Regions from separate parts of the Sus scrofa genome. Here region 2 is linked to region 1. Evidence: chromatin contacts called from public HiChIP or PLAC-seq data. All regions are on one chromosome and are shown on one strand. The core of a region is the stretch at or near the end of the contact, and the rest is flanking DNA. Distances in the headings are between cores, read along the strand shown. Region 1 holds the start of UAP1 (UDP-N-acetylhexosamine pyrophosphorylase). Region 2 holds the start of UHMK1 (serine/threonine-protein kinase Kist).

Region 1 (4,339 bases), core at 989-3,488:
CCTTTTTTCGGCCACACTTTCAGCATATGGAATTTCCCAGACCAAGGATCAAATCCGAGATGCATCTGTGACCTATGCTACAGCTGCAGTAACACTGAATCCTTAACCTGCTACGAGGCTGGGAATTGAACTGGCAATGTCACAGAGACAAGCCAGATCATTAACCCACTATGCCCACAGTTGGAACTCCTTTATCTTTTAGTTTTTGCTATGCCCATGTGAGGCAGGTATTATCCTTATTTTATGAAGAAAGACATCAGGGTTGAATGTGATTTTGAATCTCATCTCCTAGCTTGAATTTTTCTAAATATTCATCTATTTCCTTTTTTTTTGCTTTTTAGAGCCATGCCCACAGCATATGGAGGTTCCCAGGCTAGGCGTTGAGTTGGAGCTACACCTGCCAGCCTACACCACAGCTACAGCAACACAGAATCTGAGCCACATCTTCGACCTACACCACAGAACATGGCAAGCCAGATCTTTAACCCACTGAGCGAGGCCAGGGATCGAACTCGCAACCTCACGGTTCCTAGTCTGATTCATTCCTGCCATGCCACAAAGGGAATGCTAAAATCTTCATATATTTCTTTCTCAGGGAGTAGAAGTGTGGAAGAGTAAGAATCAGTATATTTCTAGAAAGCAATTGTCTTAAACTCTTTTCTTAAAGGTCACAAAGATACATTCAGTTACATTATGGTGGGCACACTTCTAGGTCTCTTTAAATGGGATGTTGGCAACATTAATGGGAGGAATTTTGTTCCCAGTTATCATACATGATTTGAGAGAAATGTTCTTTATGTTACCAAGGATCCAAACAACAAAAGGTTTTCCAGATGATGATAAGTATATCAAAGTATCCAGAACCTAGAACAGTGCCTGACACAGCATAAGAACTCACATAAAATAATTAAAATTTATTTAGTATTTACTCTGTTCTACATTCTTTTCTTATATTCATTGGTTTAATCCTCATAACAACCCAAAGGGACCATTTTTATTACTATCTGTGTTTTACAGATAAGAAAACTGATGCCTAAGAGTTAACTTACCAAAGATACCAAGCAATAAAGAAGCTGCAGTTCTGTCTTAAGATCCCATGCTTATAACCACTATACTATAAATTTTTCAAACAAATAGATGACATTCTGAGATCATGTAAGATAGAGTATTCAACCTTCCGAATGTGTATCTACAATCATTACTTAGCCAGTGTAAATTTTTCTGTTAACTTAGTGCAGTGCATGATTTTGAAATTGCTGAAAAAAATTAAAAGGCCCTTGCGCTAAAGAAGAAAGAAGACAGGCACCTAAAATGCCTGAAATTCTTTTTAGGTATTTTGTTAAATCTAGATGTTTTTGGTATTTCAACATATTGGACATATTGCAAAAACTGTGCCAAGTGCTATGTAACTTTTAACATAAACACAGCTTTTAAAGGTACAGGGCCGAGCACATAATCTGCATGCGCACTTCCACACAAGGTAATATGTATACAGGCAATTATAAACAGTGGCACTGCAATGGCCTTGGAGGTCAAGCAGTCCAACCACCATTTTCGTATCAAATGCTGATGCCCAAGGAGGTTAAGTTCACAGTCCTGCAAAGCTTACACCTGGCTTCAGTCTCACAGACTCGGTTTTCATTTCATCAGGTTACCTAATACATTTGCTTGCATTTCCTCTGTTGTTTATTTTGTGCCTCACGTGCTTAAGACCTGAAACACCATAAAACAGAAAGACGATGGGGCCCCGCCTATCTGGCCAAGTCAATAGCTAGCCCAAGGTCAGAGGGCAGGCCCGGTCCACCCTCCGGGTTCTGCGCTGGGATGTCCGCCGCCCCTCTTTCGCAACTTTCGGTGTGGGCGATCGGAAATCCGCCACCCGATGACACAGCTCTCCACCCCACTTCGCGGTCCGTTTCTGGAAAGGTGGGACGTCCTGAGCCGCGGTGCCAAGAGGCCGAGGGACGTCACCTCGCGGTACCACACCGTGACGTCAGGGCTCTTAGGACCCGCTCACGATACCTAAGTGGGGCTCCGGCGTCGCCCCTCCCAGCCGACGCAAAAGACACCCCTCCGGGACCAGGAGGGAGCTCGCGGGGTAGGGAGGGGAGGGCGGGAACGGGGCGGCCTGCAGACTGGACCCCTGAGCTATCCCTATTGGACCGGAGAATGAGTGACGCGAGAGGTCCCGCCTCTCCTCGCCCCGCCCCGGCGCCCCTCTCGGCGCGGGCCTAGTGCTTGCGTTCTGGGCGCTGACGTGTCGGGGCGGGTGACTTCGGCTCCTCCCCGTGCGGGCAGCCACTCGTCGCGGCGACAGAGGGGCGGGGTGGCCGGGGCCGGCGCTCCCCCTGGCCCCTGCTCCCGGCCCGCCCCGCCGCCCCGGCCCCCCGGATGAGGGTATATATTCGGAGCGGGCGCGGGAGGCCGATGAGTGGCCGCGCCGAAGGAGCCAGAGCCGGGCGGAGCAGCGGTCGGTCGCGCCGAGGGAGGTGAGGGGCTCCCAGCCCAGTGGCTATCTCTTTCTCCCCGCCACCCTGGAGGAGACGGCTGGACCGGGTCGGGTGGGGGCTTGGTGCAGCCACGCACACGCTTCCACGGCCACGCGCACAGACGTGGACACGCGGCGCGCCTACGTGCTCTGAGCCAACAGCCTGGCACACGCCAAGGAGCCCGCCTGCCCACCCACACCACTCCCCGCATGCCCATCTGCGTTTCTCAACCTTGGCAATCCGCTGGGAGTGCTGGGATGCGGGCGCCCGGATGGCCTGGGGGCTTTGGGGAGGGGGTTTGGGGCAGTGTCTGGATTAGGGGTTTGCCAAGCGGTTGGGAGTGGGGCCTCACCTGGACTGGGATAGGGGCCTTGAGGCTCTCATGCTAGGGCCTTGTGGACAGTTATGCCCAGCTTGGGGGTGGGGTGCCACAGTGGGGACCGGTCGTTGGAACTGTCCGGTGGAAGCGAGTTGGGGTGTCTTGAATACATGAGGAAAATAATCCGAAAGCGTTTGCAGTAAGGATTGGTGATAACCTGTGGGGGACGTGAGAGTGGGACAAAACCTGTTTGCCACTTTTGTTTTGATTTGGTAAGGGGAGAGGGTTGAAATATCTGGTTTTCCCTTGCCGTGACCAAGCAGAAGAATGGGCTTGAAGGGTTGAGAGCAACATGTTCTGAACATATGGCTTCCTGAGGATTTTATTAAGTTTGGCCTGACGCTATGCTATATTTATTTGTACATGGAGTATGAAATCTGAAATCAAGTAATAATGATTATGATAATAGTTATATATGATTATGTAGTGCCTTTCCTTTAAGTCCTTTCAGGTGAAATGCACTAGGTGTGGGCTGTGTTCGCAGGAAACTGGAGGTAGTTTATATTCTTTCACTATTACTGAGTTGGCTTATTTAGCTGGGGCTGAAAAAGACTTCATTGTAAATGCTCCTCCCCAAGACTACTTTTCAAAAGCTCTAAGAGGTTTACATATCAGTTGTGGGGGGAGGAACATAATATTTCAACAGAGATGAGGGTAGGAGACCAGAAAAGGAGGGGGGAAATACTGAATTTCTTTTATACTGGAATTTAAATTCTAATAACAGTATATTTGATAATGGGGGACTATTAACAAATATGCCATTGATTTTTTATGCAGATGCATTAGGCTATGGGCATATAGCAAGTTCTGTCATAATTTCTAGATCTTCAGCTTTTTCAGACGTTGGTTGTTAAAAATCCTAGCCTAATTCTCCGATTCACTATTCTTATCATTATACACATGCACACATTTCTTGTCAGAATTAATGGGGAAAATGGTACTATTTTCACGGCATGGAAGTGATTACATCTGTTTCATCCTGTAAAGTTTCCTCTCCTACTTGTCCTGTACGTTTCCTTCCTTTCTCCATTTCTACTGGCTTATGAATTGTTTGCAAAGTGACATCAATGTGTCTATATTTCTGAATAAAAATATAAATTATGTGTTTCTTTCTCTTGCCACTCCTCTCTTTTACACATGCACACACATACACATACACAGAGAGAGAGAGAGAGAGAGAGAGAGAGAGAGAGAGAGAGAGAGAGAAGAGAGAGAAAGTAGTCTTTCTCCTGAGAGGCAGTGTAGCATGATGGTTAAGAGCAATTACTTAAGAGTCAGGTTGTCAGAGTCTGAATCCTAGCTCTGTCTCTTAACTGGTTTTGGACCTTGGGCAGATTATCTCTGTGGCTCAGTTTCTTCCTCTATAAAGTAATCTCAATAACGGTACTTTAGATTTGTTTTGAGGATTAAATGAACAGCTATCTATAAAGCAATTAGAATTGTGTTGCCATATATATGTTAGTGTTCATTG
Region 2 (4,339 bases), core at 681-3,180, 59 kb before region 1:
TTAATACTAAACATTCGTTGTCACACATAATTTCTGTAGGATTCAATTCAGAAGTGGCTTAGAGAGGTGATTCTAGCTTAGGGTTCTTTCAAGAGTGTGCAGTCAAGATTTCAGCTAGACCTGCAGTCATTCTGCAGGGACTGGAAAGTCTTTGACGGGGACTGGAAAACCTTCTTCCAAGATGCCTCACTCATATGACTGTTGGCGAGGGGCCTCAGTTCCTTACCATGGCCATAGCGGTCTTGAGGGGCTTCATGTTAAGGCAGCTAGTTTCCCCAAAAACAAGTGATCAAAGAGATAACAAGATAGAAGCTTCAACATCTTTTATGACCTAGAAAGTCACACGCCATTATTTACACACTATCCTATTGCTTACACAGATCAACCCTATTCAATGTGAGAGGAGATGATAACAGAAAGTGAATATTAGGAGACTAGGAACATTGGGGGCCAGTTTGAAGACTAGCTACCACAGAGTCATTACTTTCATTTTTGAAGGGGTTGGAAAAACATAATTAAAATCTACTGCAGAATATTTTCAGACCGATAACTTCTGATTCTAGCATTTGGGGAAAAAGTTTAAATGCAACCAAGACATGGATTATAACAATGGATACTTTTCACAAAGGAGAACCTAATCAACTTCTAGAAATTCAGCATTTGCTATCTCTGATTATAATACATTCAATTTCAACAAAATAGACTGAAATGAAATGCTTCTTTTTACTCACACTTTTCTAATGGGTGAATTGCTAAGAGTTCCTCTACAGAGTTCTAGCAATTTACCTGCGCCTCCTTTTTACCTTGACCCTTGGATTATAATTATATACACATCTAATTCATTCTACCAACTCAAAATTTTTGAAATCATGGTTAATTTCTATTTCGAATCTCCTCTCTATTCATGACCTAAGTTCCCTTCCACACCTCAGCTTCTCCACTTTGCCTTCCCCTTTATATAAGCAAATAAATGTCTGTGTTCACTGCCTTAGGGGAGCTTGTGAGTTTTGTTTTTTGTATCACAAAAGCCCAAGTTCTCAAGAGATTAGTTGAGACTTCAGCTATAGAAGAAAATGATTGTTAGAAATGGCAGAGAGTGCAGAGAACTTTTCCTAATCCAGACCCTGAAAGGGTCATACAGACAGAAATAAGGCATATTTCAGTGGCAACCTGGCAAGACAATAACCAATGATACTGAAAAGCAGAGCTCAACCCCTCAATCCCCACATAAACCACCTCATTTACCTGGAAACTTGGACAAAACCTGAGGAAAAGGTGATGGAGGCAAATGGTCATACTAATTTTGTGCCACCCCATCTGAATGGAGCTTGAAAAAGTTGAACACAGAATAATAAGGAAGAATACATTTATTACACATCCTCGTTTGTGGACCGAGATTCCGATTTTTTACACTTGTTAATAAAAAATTGTCAAATGAGTAAAAAAAATCGAATGAATAAATGAAAAACAAACGTTTGTAAAAGATCCACGTTTGCCCAGGGAGGCTGCTTTTTGACTAGGCAGCCAAAGGCAAAGGAAACTAAGAGAAGCACAGAAGCCTGGGCATCCGGAATTATAACCACTAGGGAACAGAGCGAGGAGGTGGTGGTAAATCCATTCCTTTAGCAACTGGGGTATTTCCTTTGGATCCTGGCTATGAGACATGTAGGCAGGGTTTTACTTTCCAAGCTTCCCAAAGGTGAGGTGGGGTGCCTCAGCAAGAACAAAAATAAGTTTTAGTTTTAGGTGACTGTGTGTGAAAGCGGTTAACATTGGGCCTAGAATATTAAGAACTCTCTAACGCTTAACTCTCTCCCTCAGTCCTTTCCTCCAAACCTAATTCACCTAATCAATTCTAGACTCCGCCCTTTCTGGGCCCGCCCTTCAGCTTGTAAGATTGGCTCTTCCTCCATTTCCGGCTTCTGGGACCCGGGCGCAGACGGCTTCCGGTGTCATGGCGGCCTGAGGTCCCGGCAGTCGGTGAGGCGGCTGCAGGCCCCTCCCTGCAGAGCCGCTGGTCCGGCGGGCGGGGATGTGACCGAGGGCCCTGCCGGCCTGCCTCGGGCGTCGCGTCAGCTCCGTGTCAGTGCCCTCAGTCCACACCGATGGCTGGATCCGGCTGTGCGTGGGGCGCGGAGCCGCCGCGGTTTCTGGAAGCTTTCGGGCGGCTGTGGCAGGTACAGAGCCGCCTGGGTAGCGGCTCCTCTGCCTCGGTGTATCGGGTGCGCTGCTGCGGCACTCCTGGCTCACCCCCCGGCGCCCTGAAGCAGTTCTTACCGCCAGGAACCACCGGGGCTGCGGCCTCGGCCGCCGAGTATGGTTTCCGCAAAGAGAGGGCAGCGTTGGAACAGTTGCAGGGTCACAGGAACATCGGTAATTGCCAATATCTCCCTTCTCTTCTTAACCAGGTCTCAGAGCAAGCGTACACTCCCCCTCTCGGCCTAGCGTACGGTCTTCTGTCTTTTAGGCGGGAGAAGTAGGTCCGGCCCTGGCCTTATCACCCAACCCAGGACCCTTTCCCATCCCCCTTTCACTCTCATACTGACTGTAATACGGTGGGCCGCTTTGCCCAGTGTTCTATAGTAGATGCTCAATAAATTCTGTTTTGCTTCAGTTCTGTTTGGAAAATGCTGCACTTACTAGCACAGAGAATTATCTTCTGTAGTGAAAGGAGGCATGTCTTTACTAGATTGTCATGTCTTGTTCGGAAATTTTTGAATCTTTGCATACCAGTGAAAAATGGGAGATAGTTCTAGTACTTGTGACGTCAATGCTAATAGCTGATATAGATGTTACCTGATACATAATTTTTGTATGGATTTGGGAGAAATGACTCCCAAATTTTTCATAAGAATCCTTATAGAAATGTGAAAATGATACATACGCACTTTATACTTTTACCCACTTAAGACCATGTTTCATGATTCAGATATTCACAATGTAAGATATGTAATGATTACTGATGATTGAGCTGTGAAAATAGTTTTCATTGCTAATACACCAACAGAGAGCATTTAATTATGACTTTGGCTCATAGATATATTACTTACTGACAAGCATGATCCATATTTATTGTGAATAGTGACCTTTTTAATATTACCATTTGGAGAAGAATTTCTTAATAGTGTTGCCCCCCCTTTTTTTTCTTTTTTAAGGTTTCCTGAATGATGTAGGTAAAATCTGATATTTAAGAGGGAAATATTTTACATTTTTATAGGCCTAAGGACTTGTTGACTCTAAAAGATTAGGTTAAAATGTCATCTTGAATGTCTTGACCTCTCCTTTTAATATTTAATTATATAGTGCTATTTTGGATCAAGAACCAATCTTCAGTTTTGGTTTTGTACATTGTGACATTTGCCTTAAGAATACTTAGTATTTGGATTTTTCTTTTGCTCATTTTTGCTTGGCACCCAAAGTGCATATTCACTCATCTCTGAGTGCTTGGGAAGCACAATTTTAATTATGTGCCATATTTAATATCTTTGAATTGTAATCCACTGTTGAAGGTCCTCTTATTTTATTAAAATAAAATAACCCACTTGCCCAAAAATCTTACTAATGGGAAAAATAAATTACGGTGGCTTGCTTGCTCATAACATTAATCCTTTTCTAGACTACCTCAAATTTGTATCTACTTTAGTAGTCACTTACTCTGAGTCTGGTTTTTAAAGTGTTACAATTTGTTTCTTTTTCTAGTGACTTTATATGGAGTTTTTACAATCCACTTTTCTCCAAATGTGCCATCACGCTGTCTCTTGCTTGAACTCCTGGATGTCAGTGTTTCGGAATTGCTTTTATATTCCAGTCACCAAGGTTGTTCCATGTGGATGATACAGCATTGTGCCAGAGATGTTCTAGAGGCCCTTGCTTTTCTTCATCATGAGGGTTATGTCCATGCAGACCTCAAACCACGTAATATATTGTGGAGTGCCGAGAATGAATGTTTTAAACTCATTGACTTTGGACTTAGCTTCAAAGAAGGCAATCAGGTAAGACTTATTTTCCCTCCTCACCCACTCAATTGTCTAAGCCAAATATTTTAAAATAACAGAGGTAGTTTAGTGGAGACTTAAAAGAGATATTTCTGTATAAAATACTGAAGTGACTGGGGATTAAGCAGTTAAAAAGAATTTCTTTGCCATACGTAGATATGTTTGGGTCAAGTAGGGGGAACTAGTTTGAGAGGGCTCTGGAATTATTAGATGTACTTTACTTCATAGAATGGTTGTTTTTTGTTTGAACATTTGGTTAATTGCTGAGTTACTGTTAATTTGTCTGATGGCAGAACAGATATGACAATTCTGGCCAACGCATCATTCTTCATGGTTTATCAGCT

What was found. HiChIP or PLAC-seq counts read pairs in DNA pulled down with a chosen protein or histone mark.
Region 2: an H3K27ac HiChIP or PLAC-seq map of alveolar macrophages shows a contact between it and region 1. The contact joins the promoter of UHMK1 here to the promoter of UAP1 in region 1. A contact is called at or near these places in 2 of 5 promoter capture datasets (fetal liver and liver), 13 of 47 Hi-C or Micro-C datasets (adipocytes, alveolar macrophages, embryonic fibroblasts and 7 more) and 2 of 2 datasets of contacts at active chromatin or transcription factors (alveolar macrophages and skeletal muscle).

What each region holds. Positions count from the first base shown.
Region 1 is chr4:87,991,931-87,996,269 of Sscrofa11.1, reverse strand. It overlaps UAP1 (UDP-N-acetylhexosamine pyrophosphorylase), which reads left to right and starts at 2,238. Exons shown (of 10, transcript XM_001928643.6): 1 at 2,238-2,489.
Region 2 is chr4:88,050,526-88,054,864 of Sscrofa11.1, reverse strand. It overlaps UHMK1 (serine/threonine-protein kinase Kist), which reads left to right and starts at 1,930. Exons shown (of 8, transcript XM_021089503.1): 1 at 1,930-2,373; 2 at 3,700-3,992. The coding sequence starts at 2,106.